Linked DNA regions of Arachis hypogaea: region 2 is linked to region 1. The links are chromatin contacts, called in public Hi-C maps. All regions are on one chromosome and are shown on one strand. The core of a region is the stretch at or near the end of the contact, and the rest is flanking DNA. Distances in the headings are between cores, read along the strand shown. Region 1 overlaps LOC112743680 (dnaJ protein ERDJ3A). Region 2 holds the start of LOC112742908 (receptor-like protein 39).

What was found. Hi-C and Micro-C count contacts between places; a contact is called where the count stands out from the background.
Region 2: a contact with region 1 is called in a Hi-C map of leaf, with 1.9 times the contacts expected there. The contact joins the promoter of LOC112742908 here to the enhancer-like site in region 1.

What each region holds. Positions count from the first base shown.
Region 1 is chr14:110,260,947-110,266,636 of arahy.Tifrunner.gnm2.J5K5, forward strand. It overlaps LOC112743680 (dnaJ protein ERDJ3A), which reads left to right. Exons shown (of 7, transcript XM_025792979.3): 5 at 1-108; 6 at 412-765; 7 at 1,134-1,796. The coding sequence ends at 1,421. Among protein-coding and RNA genes, the nearest start is that of LOC112743680, 5.2 kb to the left of the region's middle. Within about 2 kb of position 2,340, at least 1 of the 3 cell types and tissues checked has open chromatin away from gene starts, as enhancers often do.
Region 2 is chr14:110,313,965-110,319,583 of arahy.Tifrunner.gnm2.J5K5, forward strand. LOC112742908 (receptor-like protein 39) reads left to right here and starts at 2,612. Exons shown (of 1, transcript XM_025792151.2): 1 at 2,612-5,550. The coding sequence starts at 2,802. The coding sequence ends at 5,153.

The DNA.
Region 1 (5,690 bases), core at 1,090-3,589:
GGAAAGTTGCCTAGGGTGATGCTTCTCTCGACCAAAAAAGACACTCCTGTAATCTGGCGTGTGCTTAGTGGCTTGTATCAAAAGCGCTTGGCATTCAATGATGCACAGGTATACACAGGGTCTCCCCCTTTGTTTAGAAGTTAAGGGAAGATAATAATTTGGCTGTTTGTGAGTTGTGGCTTTGGAGGAATAGGACTGGAAGGCAAGGGCTTGAATGGTAATTATGAGTTCGAGTTACACTCTTTAAGCCCTGATATTTTCTCTCTGTCCCTCTAAAACCTCAACTTACAAACGTTCATAAGTACTTGTCTGGTATTTTTAAGTTTGCATTCAGCTTTAAACCAAGAATATTTTGGTATTTTTAAGTTCATATTCAGCTTTAAACATTTATTTTGTGCTTATCATTTGTAGGTTCAAGATGTTTCTGATCCAAGAGTGAAAAAGCTAGGAGTTGATGGACTTCCAGCTATTGTGGGTTGGCTACCTAATGGAGAGAAGCGCATTTTGAAATCAGGGATTTCTGTAAAAGATTTGAAATCTGCAGTTGTTGATCTTAGTAGTCTACTTGATAGTTTTGAAAAATTATGTAAAAAGGAAGCATCTGGGCATGCTAGGAAGACGCAAACTGATTCTGAAGAGGGACACATACAGTTGCTTTCTAAGTCTAACTTTGAGGAGCTATGTGGTGATAAAGCTCCGGTATGCATCATTGGTGCCTTCAGGTCTTCTAAAGCCAGAGAAAAGCTAGAGTCAATTCTCTCTCAGGTAAGTGTAATTTCCATTTTGGTCCATGTTTGTTTTGCTCTTTGGAGAGGTCAAACCTAAGTTTAATGGTACCAAAATGAATTTGCACCATTCTAATGATTAATTCTTCAATGTACTAATGTGTCTAATTTTGTTATTTTGGATGTAAAAAATGCTATATGGGCATAAAAAATTCAGCCACCTTGTATGTGTATAAATACATGTGTTGATTTAACTTATTTTCAATGTGTATTTTGTATTTCTACATGTATTTTATATTGGTGGCCGATTTTTTATGTACACATAGCATGGTTGTTTTGAAATAGAGGTAGCAGTATAATTTTATTTTATGCAAAGCTCTCACAGGGAGAGAACTTTTTTCATTTTAGGTCTCCCAGAAATCACTTTCAAGGCGACCAAATCAAGGAGCAAGCTCTAGGGATTCAATATCCTATGCGCTCTTAGATGCTGCAAAGCAAGAATCATTTCTAAAAGCATTCACCAAGACAGATTACAAGTCATCAGATAAATTGTTGATCGCCTACAAGCCTAGGAGAGGTAAATACACTGTATTTAAGGGTGATATGACAATGGAGGAGGTTGAGAATTTCATCAGCTCAGTCCTCAGTGGAGATATACCCTTCAGGGAAACACAAAATAAACCTCTACTCAAGTAGAAGATTAAACAATAATGATGGGTTTTGCAGCACTTTTGGTTATGCCAACCCATGTACATAACTCACAGAATAGGGTCTTTTGTATTTTATACCAGCAAAGAATATATGGAGGTTTTAAAAGAAAAAATGCTAATTGAATATTGATGCGTCATGCATGGGATAATGGGATGCTGCATCTTGCTCTCACCGTCACTGGCAATTTTGCTTTGAGAACAGACTACAATGAATTTTGTTCTTTAGACATGTGATGTGCTTGGTGGAATGATGAGCATGTAGAGTTGTAGTCATGGGTGTGGCATTATCTAAAAATGTCCTTGAGGCAACTGTAAAGAATACTCAAAAATAGATCATAATGAGAGATATATTCAGAATCAATTCTATCAGAGTATTCTATAAGCTGCGCATTAGTATACTGTTTGATATAACCATTTGTTGTCGTTGATTTTTCTTTATTTTTTTTTTGTTTGTGCGTGGCGGTGTTGATATATTTTGGCGCTTTGATGTTCATTTTTTGTGGTGGGTATAGAGAGGGCTTTGTGATAAAAAGGTTTATTAGTCCTGTGGGAGTTTTCATCTTGCAAGATTTTAATTTAACTTTAACCTCCGAGACCAAATTTTTTTTAGACTTTAACCTCGAATGAAATAATAATGACTGCAAGCTGTGGATGGTAATGGTAGTCGGTAGATATCTCCAGAAAAATGAAACAATGTATTTATTATTAGATTATCTGAGGAATTGATACATACATAATAAACCGTCTTTGAAGATTTTTCATTTTAATAATAAAATTGCTAGTCAATTGTCAAAGATATTCATTTCAAATTTAGAATAAAAAATAAATCTCCACTCTTGTACGTATTGCAACTTGCATGCATTAACATTTTCCTGACACGAGGCGAAGATTTCAATATTTCCAGAGTATAAAAAACAACGTGGTGAGTGGTGACCCCTTTTAACGTAATTAAAAAAGGGTCACTCTTTATTGGATTCTATTACCACAGGCTTTCTGGTTTGTTGCCTCAATAAATCAGTGGATCTGGTTTCTTAATAGCAAAAGAACAAGAGTAAGTAAGAAATAAATAAAGACAAAATATAAGGAAATAACGTTTTTTTTTAAATAATATAAATAATAGATAAAAAAATTAGTCTTAATTTAAAATTTAAAATTTAAATTAATTAAGTTTATTTATGTTTAGTGAACTTGAGATGTAATTCATTGTTTATATTATTTATAATTTCTGTTGTCAATTAAACAGAATTGATAAGTAAATAAACCATGAATTCCGTGAAATCGTTTAGATTAAGGTGGGTGTTTAAGTTGTAAATAGAGAATCTCAACTAAGTTTATAAAAAATTGAAGCATAAAATGAAACTTAGCAAGTTGAGCAACTTGTATCATTAAAAGGTATATGGCACAGTTTGGTCCATAAGCTATTTTAAAGTTCTATTATCAAATACTAGGAATGAACAAAAATATATTAAAGTACGTATGTAGTAAATTGTTTAGAGTCGGAGAAATATAGAATTACAATTACTTTTCGCCAATACAAATGTGAAAGCTTAAAGAGTTGAACCGTTATTTCTAATTTTGTTGTTCATAATTCAAGGGGTCAAGGGTCAAGAGTCAAAGACAGTGGACACGAGATTTCTAGTTTCTTTATAGTGTATTAGTGTTACCTGTTGCCGTTGTTCGCCAATGGTTTGGAACGAAATTTCTGGAACAACTCAACATATTTTTGCTATGAGTTGTGAGGATTATATTAACAAATGTCAAATAACAATAATCAAGATATGATCGAGTCGCAAAAAATATTAATTTTAAGGTGAAATATATTTTTATCCATAATATTTATTAAACATTTTAAAAATATTTTTAAATTTTGATTTATTTTAATTTTATCTCTTAAATTTTTTATTTATATTAATTTTATTTTTATTGTTAATTTTTTAAAAGTTAGCTTTTATTTTTAGTTGTACTCTTTTCTTATACTCATTAGTCGCCATCATCATTGTGAGTGAATATAAGTGAATTAGTCTCTATTAATTTTGATTGCTGTTAAACTATAGGTACTTTTACTATATATGTTGTATTATTTCATTACCCAAGATAGGTGCTACAATTGAGTAAATACCCATAGTCGTCCCTGAGATTCACGCAAATACCCATAATAATCCTTAAGATCCCGATTTTCCTATTGTAGTCTTTCAGATAGAGCTCTGAGCACTCAAACTGGTCATTGGCCATATTTCAGGTGATGACTCATCACCGGAGCGCTGACGTGGACTCGGATTGCCACGTGGGAGGAGTCCAAAACGTCGTCGTTTTGGGTTTGGCGCCCTAGAAAGCCAAAAACGACGCCGTACACAAACACTTCACTTCACTCGTCTCTTCTTCGTCCACCATCTGACTTCTTCTTCATCTCCCCATCAATGGCGTAGCCATAGGGTTGTATTCGCTGGGTTTAGGAAAATTTGAGAGAAGAAGTAATCCGACCAGAAGTTGTTATCGTTCTTCCCCTCCTTCACCATAAGCACAAGGTTCTGACTTTGTGATCAGACTCAAGGTAACCTTCCTTTTTTTTTTACTTTACATTTTCAATACAGTGTTGGTTGATGATATGCAAGTTGTTAGTATAGTTGAGGTTCTGGAGTTTTGGTGTCATTGTAGTGTCTAGGGTTTGAAGGCTGGCTGGAGTTTGTGGGGTTACTCTATTTAACCCGAATGAAACAGGGATGAAACAGGAGTTTTATGCAGGATTGGAAAAATGTTTTGTTTTCTTGTGGTGATTTTTTTTAATGCATTAGTAGGCTTTCAAATTCTGCCCGTATTATGTGAAAATTTAAAATTTCTTGCAGATGGAAGAGAAGTTGGACATCATGTTTCATCATGGGGTGATTTCAAAAAAAATGAAGAAAGGATTATGGTATATCCTCCGACAACAAAGCTTATTTAGGTGATCTAGACCCATCGGCATAACAGTGAACAGAAACTAAAATCATAATCCAATCCCCAAGAGATTTCAGTGCAGGGAGGCACTTAAAGGTGCAAGCATTCTGTTGCAGCCAAGGGCACTAAAGAGTAGCACAAAATGCACGTTATCTCAGGATTTTGCTCCTTCATTTTACCAAAACCTCTATGAACACTTAATGAAAATTGCTTTAGGTTCACCTAGTGCTTTTCAAATACATCATAAAGTTGTTCCATAAAGAAGTATATGTCTTGCCATGCAGGCAATTGCCACTGTGATTTCTGGTGGATCTGGCTGCATTCTTGTATGCCAGCTTAACTGAATTGTAGTTTTATGTTTTATTTTTATTTTTTGGTGGAAAGTGCTAAGAGGTTGACATTTTTGCCACACATGCAGATAGCCTTGTTTGTCTCTTCCTTTGATGTTGTGAGGTCAGGTTGGCTTCTAAATTTTTTGAAAGACATTAGTGCTACTCGTATAAAAAAATGCAACAAAATCTTTCCAAGGTTTGTGTTCTGGGTTATGTACAGTCTTTTGCTGCTGAAACCTTGCAAAAAATTTCTGATAAAACCAATGCCAATGGTAAGTTTAAGCATAATTTATGTCCCGTGCAATATAACCACTAATCACCCTGCATATTTGTTATTTTTCTAAAATTGATATTTAGTTCATTGTCTTGCTTTCCTATTTGGCATTAATTGCTTTTATTTTGTTTTCCAGTACTCAAGGCATTTCTTGTATTCTAGTCCAGCTCAACCATTAGGTCCTGAAGACTTGGTTTAGAGAATGGTTTGTTACTTTCTGTTTTGTCATTTTCCGATATGCTTGACCTTCAGTATTCTTAGACTGCTTTTTTTAGGAATTGAATGGCATTGTTCTCCTTTAACTATGGCATTGTTCTGTTTATGATGATGCTACAGATGGCTGGGAAGGTGGTGAACATCAAGCTTCATTTCCGAAGATCACAACGTGTAGTTCAAGGGTCTAGAAATGTTTGCACTTGTGAATGTAGACCTGGCAACGTCACTAATACCATTCCAATTGTCTCCTGATTCATTTTCTTTTCTCTTTACATGTGTAACACCTAAGCTTTTGCTTAATTTTTTTTCGTGATTTTTTGCTACAATTTTTTAGGCTATTTGTACTTACAACTTTTACTGCAGAAGAAGAATTTTTAATTGACTGAAACACTAAAATAAGATGTATTACGGCCAACTTTGGTTTGAACTAAAACAGCTTATAAAGATCGTAATTGCCCATCATCAACCAAGTTCATCGTGGTGGAAACATTAGTGGTAA
Region 2 (5,619 bases), core at 1,362-3,861, 53 kb after region 1:
TACCAAAAATAAACGGTAAGTAGATTTAGATTTTGATTTATTAATTATTTTATTTTTAAATTTAAATTTTAATTTGTTTTAATTTTAGAATATTTTAAAATTAGAAATAAAAAATTAATTAATCGGACATAAAATCACAAAATCAATTGAAGATTTGCAAAAAGATTCGTCTCATGAACATCTGAATAGAGTCGGACTCGTTCGAATTTGTGATAGCTCTACCAAAATTCTGTACCGCAAGAAGACACATCGCCGATACGCTCGTTTGAAATATCCACCACGTGTCGGCATCGGATTCGCATCCCACACAGATACGCCGGCACCATGAGAGAATCCGTGCTTCATAGCTTTTGCCTTTTTAACACAAAAATATATTGATATGAGAGTGGTTAAACATTTTGATTTGATTAAATTGTTTTGACATAATATTTTAATATCTGAACAATCGTCATGTATTAATAAAGCATTTTACATGTATTATAGTATTAGGTGTTCTAGTAATTTTAACAATCATATAAATTTTATGATTGAGATTAATGATTAAAAATATTAAAATATCTTACATCACGGTACTAATCCATAATTTTGGTAAACAACTCAACTTCATAACCAATCTCAAGGACATAATAAATCAACCACGAGCAAGGTAGTAGTTGGTAATTACTAATTAGGGATGGCAATGGTAATCATGATATTATAAGTCGCATGATTGCAGCATGTGGAATTCTTTACTTAATTATTGAGTGATGGAATGCTTAGTCATTAATTATGGGGAATACGGAATTTTATAAACATATTTGTTTATGTTAGATGTTATATATCTTATTAATAAATATTTTATATTATTAATTGTTGATAAAAATTATTAATGGAATAATAGAAGAACACAAATAATTAATTTATAATCTTTAAAAGTGTAATTTAATTAATAAAATTTTTAGAAATAAATTATTTTTTAAATTCATCTTTATGAAGTCAAAATTTTTTCCGTCCACCTACTTGACCGCTGATGCATTATTCCAGCTTCCTATATTTTCGGGTAACTGAAATAAACACATATTCGTTCTATTGTTTATTTATTTGATACTTTTTTCTCAAATAACAAATTAATGATAAAAATATGGATATTATATTATTTATGTTTAGATGCAATCTAGTAGTCCTATATAAGCTAATAAGTTCCACACCAGAGATAGTGAAAAAAGCTAGCAATTTAGTACGTAAACACAATGATCATAGAGATAGCGAAAGAAGTTATTTGTTTAATACCTGAACTCAATAATTATATATGATGGATGTTGCTATTTTTGTTTTATTCTTACTTTACACTTTCTTAAACTATTTGTCTTCCAGTTATGGTTGGTAATAATTGGGAATGCCTAATTTTTTTTTTACTTCTTTACGAAAACACTTTTATTTTATAATAATAAAATAATATTTATCTTTAAAAAAAATCTAGTAGTCCTATATAACATGACCGAGAACTAGGTATGTAGTGTTTTACTTAGATTTTGTTCGATTTAAATAAATAAATTATCAATTAAATTTGTATAAAAATTTTAATTTAGAAAATAGATATAATTTTTTTTGTAAGTTGCTCTTAAGATTTATATATTATACAATAATACTAAAACTGTAAAAAATAATTAGTGTAAGGAAAAATATAGGTAGACAATAAAAATATTAATCAATGCGAATAATATATATATTGGATGTTCAATGAGTAATTTAGAATGTAGTGTGTTTTACTTAAATTGGGCCAATTTTAGAGTCCGTTGTTCCCATTGTTTAATAAAGTCATTAAGTTAATAGTTTGTAAAAAGCAAAATATAGGAAAGAACAAGTAAATAAAATAAAAAAGTGAGACAATAGGAGTGTTTCGATATAAAAATTATCAAGCAGTAACAAAAATTTATTTGAATAATACTACACATTCAAATTTTTTTATGAACCAAGTTCAATCAAGTTAAACAATAAGACTTGAAATAATGTTAATTATAATTGATTTTTGTTATATTAGACAAACTTAGTTGAATTTGGTTAACAAAAAGACTTAGATATATAACATTATTCGAGTGTAGAGATTTAATTTGTAATATTATATGGATTATAACTTATCCGGTTACTCTCTATAATTACCTGTTAAGACAAATTTCTATATATTAGTTTATACTAGAAAGTATTTGGTAGTCACTAGCCAGTAGCCACCAATCAATTTAACAAGACAGTAATTACTCTAATACCATGCAAATGATTTCAACCCCATTGTCCAAAATATTGAAATAATGAATGTTTAGTTCCATCATCTAAAATGATACGAGAATCCACCGTAACAGTAGCAGTGGAAATTCATCTAAAATTCCTTATATTCACGCCCCATTTCACAAGCTAGAACATGGAAAAATCTTCCGACAGAAAGGGACTAACATGGAAAATGTATAACACGGCATGAAATTATGAGTTTATGACATTATTTTCTCTGTACGAGCATGGTTTACTTTGACAAATATCTTCACTTACCGAGTCTAAGTCTGTCTCTTTGATCATGCCGTGCTCAAAACATTTCTATGCTTTTGGTCATTCATTTCTCCGTCTCAAAACTTTCTGAGCCTTGAGTTGTGTTGTGTGGTGTCTCTTCAAATAGTGTGCAATGAACATTCCGTTAGTTTCATGGCTTTTCTTCATATTCTGCTACTGCTGCTGGACTCACCTTGCTGTTACTGTCACATTGGTCCATGGCCAATGTCTTGAGGATCAACAATCATTGCTGCTTCAACTAAAGAGCAGCTTCGTATTCGAGCATGAACATTCAAGCAAACTGGTGTCCTGGAATGAAACCATTGATTGCTGTTGATATAGATGTGTCTAACAATTTCTTCAATGGAAGCCTGCCTTCTTATCTTTTTGAACTCCCATTGCTACAAACCATTGTACTTTCCAACAATAATTTTCAGAGTCACCCACTTGAGTTTTCAAATTTATCTTCTACCATGTTCTTGAGCCATCTAGGCTTAAGCAGTAACAATATACAAGGGCCAATTCCATCCTTCAATATGTTCAAGAATCTCACTCATTTAGACCTGTCTCACAATGATTTAACAGGTTCAATTACATCTGATCACTTCAAAGGCTTCATGGAGTTGAACTACATTGATTTAGGGGCCAATCGCCTCAACGGAAGCCTACCTTCTTCTCTTTTTGAACTTCCATTGCTAGAATATCTTAAACTTTACAACAACAATTTTCAAGCATTCCCACATGAATTTCCAAACTTATCTTCCACCATGTTAAAGACTCTGGATTTGAGCAATAATAGCTTACAAGGCCCCATTCCTGAGTTCATTTTTCAACTCAAGTCACTAGAAGAACTCCTGTTGTCTTCAAACAAATTAAATGTTACAATATACACAAAAATGTTTCGGAGGCTTGAAAATCTAACTACACTAGATTTTTCACACAATAGCTTGTTGATAGAAGCAAATGTTACTGACTTGGGCATAGAAGCAAATGTTACTACCGACTTGGGCATATCTTCCATCCTCAGAAAGTGGGATGTAAATTTGGCTTCCTGCAATTTGACAAGGTTCCCTAGTTTTCTGCGAAATCAGTCTAGATTATCCAATTTAGACCTCTCAGGAAATCTTATTCAAGGACCTATACCAAGGTGGATTTGGCAATTTTCCTCCCTTACTTTCTTAAACATCTCCAACAATTTGTTCACCATGTTTGAAGAGCCGATACAGAATGTTAGTGCCTCTTTGTACTTCATTGACCTTCACTCTAACCAAATCCAAGGGAACTTTCCAACATTTCTCTCAAAACAACTTTATTTTTTGGACTGCTCAATGAACAACTTCAGCTCTATCATTCCATCAGATATTAGCACTTATATGTCTTCCACATATTTCTTGTCTTTCTCCAACAATAGTTTATCTGGGAACCTTCCTCAATCCTTGTGCAAGATGTCATATCTTCAAGCTCTTGATTTTTCCTATAATCAGTTGAAAGGGGAGATTCCAGATTGTTTAATGCGGATGGAGTATCTTAAGATACTAAATCTGGAGCATAACAAGCTTGATGGCCACATTCCTGATGCATTTCCTCAACATTCTGCACTAAAGATTCTACATCTAAATGGAAATCTACTTAGAGGCCGAATTCCCCACTCTCTTGTGAATTGCACAACACTTGAAGTCTTGCATCTTGGAAATAATCAGATTTATGATGTGTACCCATGCTTCTTGAGGAGGTTATCCACAATTCGTGTTGTAGTTTTGCGCCAAAACAGACTGCAGGGTCACATTGAATGTCCCAAGTTAAATGGTTCTTGGCAATCCCTCCAAATTATTGATCTGTCTTTCAATAATTTTAGTGGTTTACTTCCGGGAGAAGACTTCAAAAGTTGGGTCACAATGATGCTTGGTGTTGGTGAAAAGCAAAACCGATATGAAGTCGTAGGCTTCTTTATGAGAAAATACCAGGATTCCATGATAATTACCAACAAAGGCTTACAATTGGAGATGGTTAAAATCTTAAGTGACTTCACTTCTATAGACTTCTCATTCAACAACTTTAAAGGGCCAATACCAGAAGAGCTTATGAATTTCACAAGACTTCATGTTCTTAACTTCTCACATAATTCTTTCAATGGCCAAATTCCATCCTCCATAGGGAATTTAAAGCAACTCGAGTCGTTGGACCTATCCGGTAACAAATTTGGTGGACGAATTCCCACTCAACTTGCAAGTTTAAATTTCCTTTCATATCTAAATCTTTCATGCAATCAGTTATTTGGAAGAATCCCAACAGGTACACAACTTCAGTCATTCTCCGAAGGTTCCTTTCTAGGAAATGCAGGCTTATGTGGACCACCATTAACAAATAATTGCTCTGGCCCAATTCTGCCACCACCACCATCGAAAGTAAACTCAGATTCTGGCAGTTTTGTTGATTGGAGTATCTTGAGTGTGGAGTTGGGTTCTGTCTTTGGACTTGGCATTATTATTATGCCAATGTTGTTCTGCAAGAGATGGAGGTTTTGGTACTGGAATCATGTGGATAACATTCTTTACAGGGTCTTCCCTCAGCTTGATTTTATATATCAGCAGCATGGAGGGAAAAATTATAGAACTCTAAGGTGGAGGTCTCAATAATGTGTCTAAGTTGAATAACCAGGAAGACAAAGTGTAAGTTTCGCTCTCTCTATTTGTTTCTCATATTTTGTATTTCTTGATCTTTCTTTGTTTTTGAATTCTGATAATCAGTTGTGTCAAAATAATGATTCTGTTGAGCAGGTCATCAAGGCAAGCGAGAGAAAGTAGCAAAAACTAACTACGTTCAATTTTTATCTTTTTTTTTTTTTTAATCATGAGACCTAAGTTGTAATAAAGTAGCAAAAGTGATGCATGCATGTGTGCATCCATTGATACATACATAGTTACACATGCAATAATGCATGGTTATGAAATGTTTCAGAAAACTACATATTTGTTATATTGATGTGTTTGAGGTATGCTTTTATTGCTGGCTTTTAATTTGAGATATGGTTGAAGAGTTGAATATGATAAAATGAAGAATAATCCATTTGTAAAACAGAACAAGGATGTGTTTATGACAATT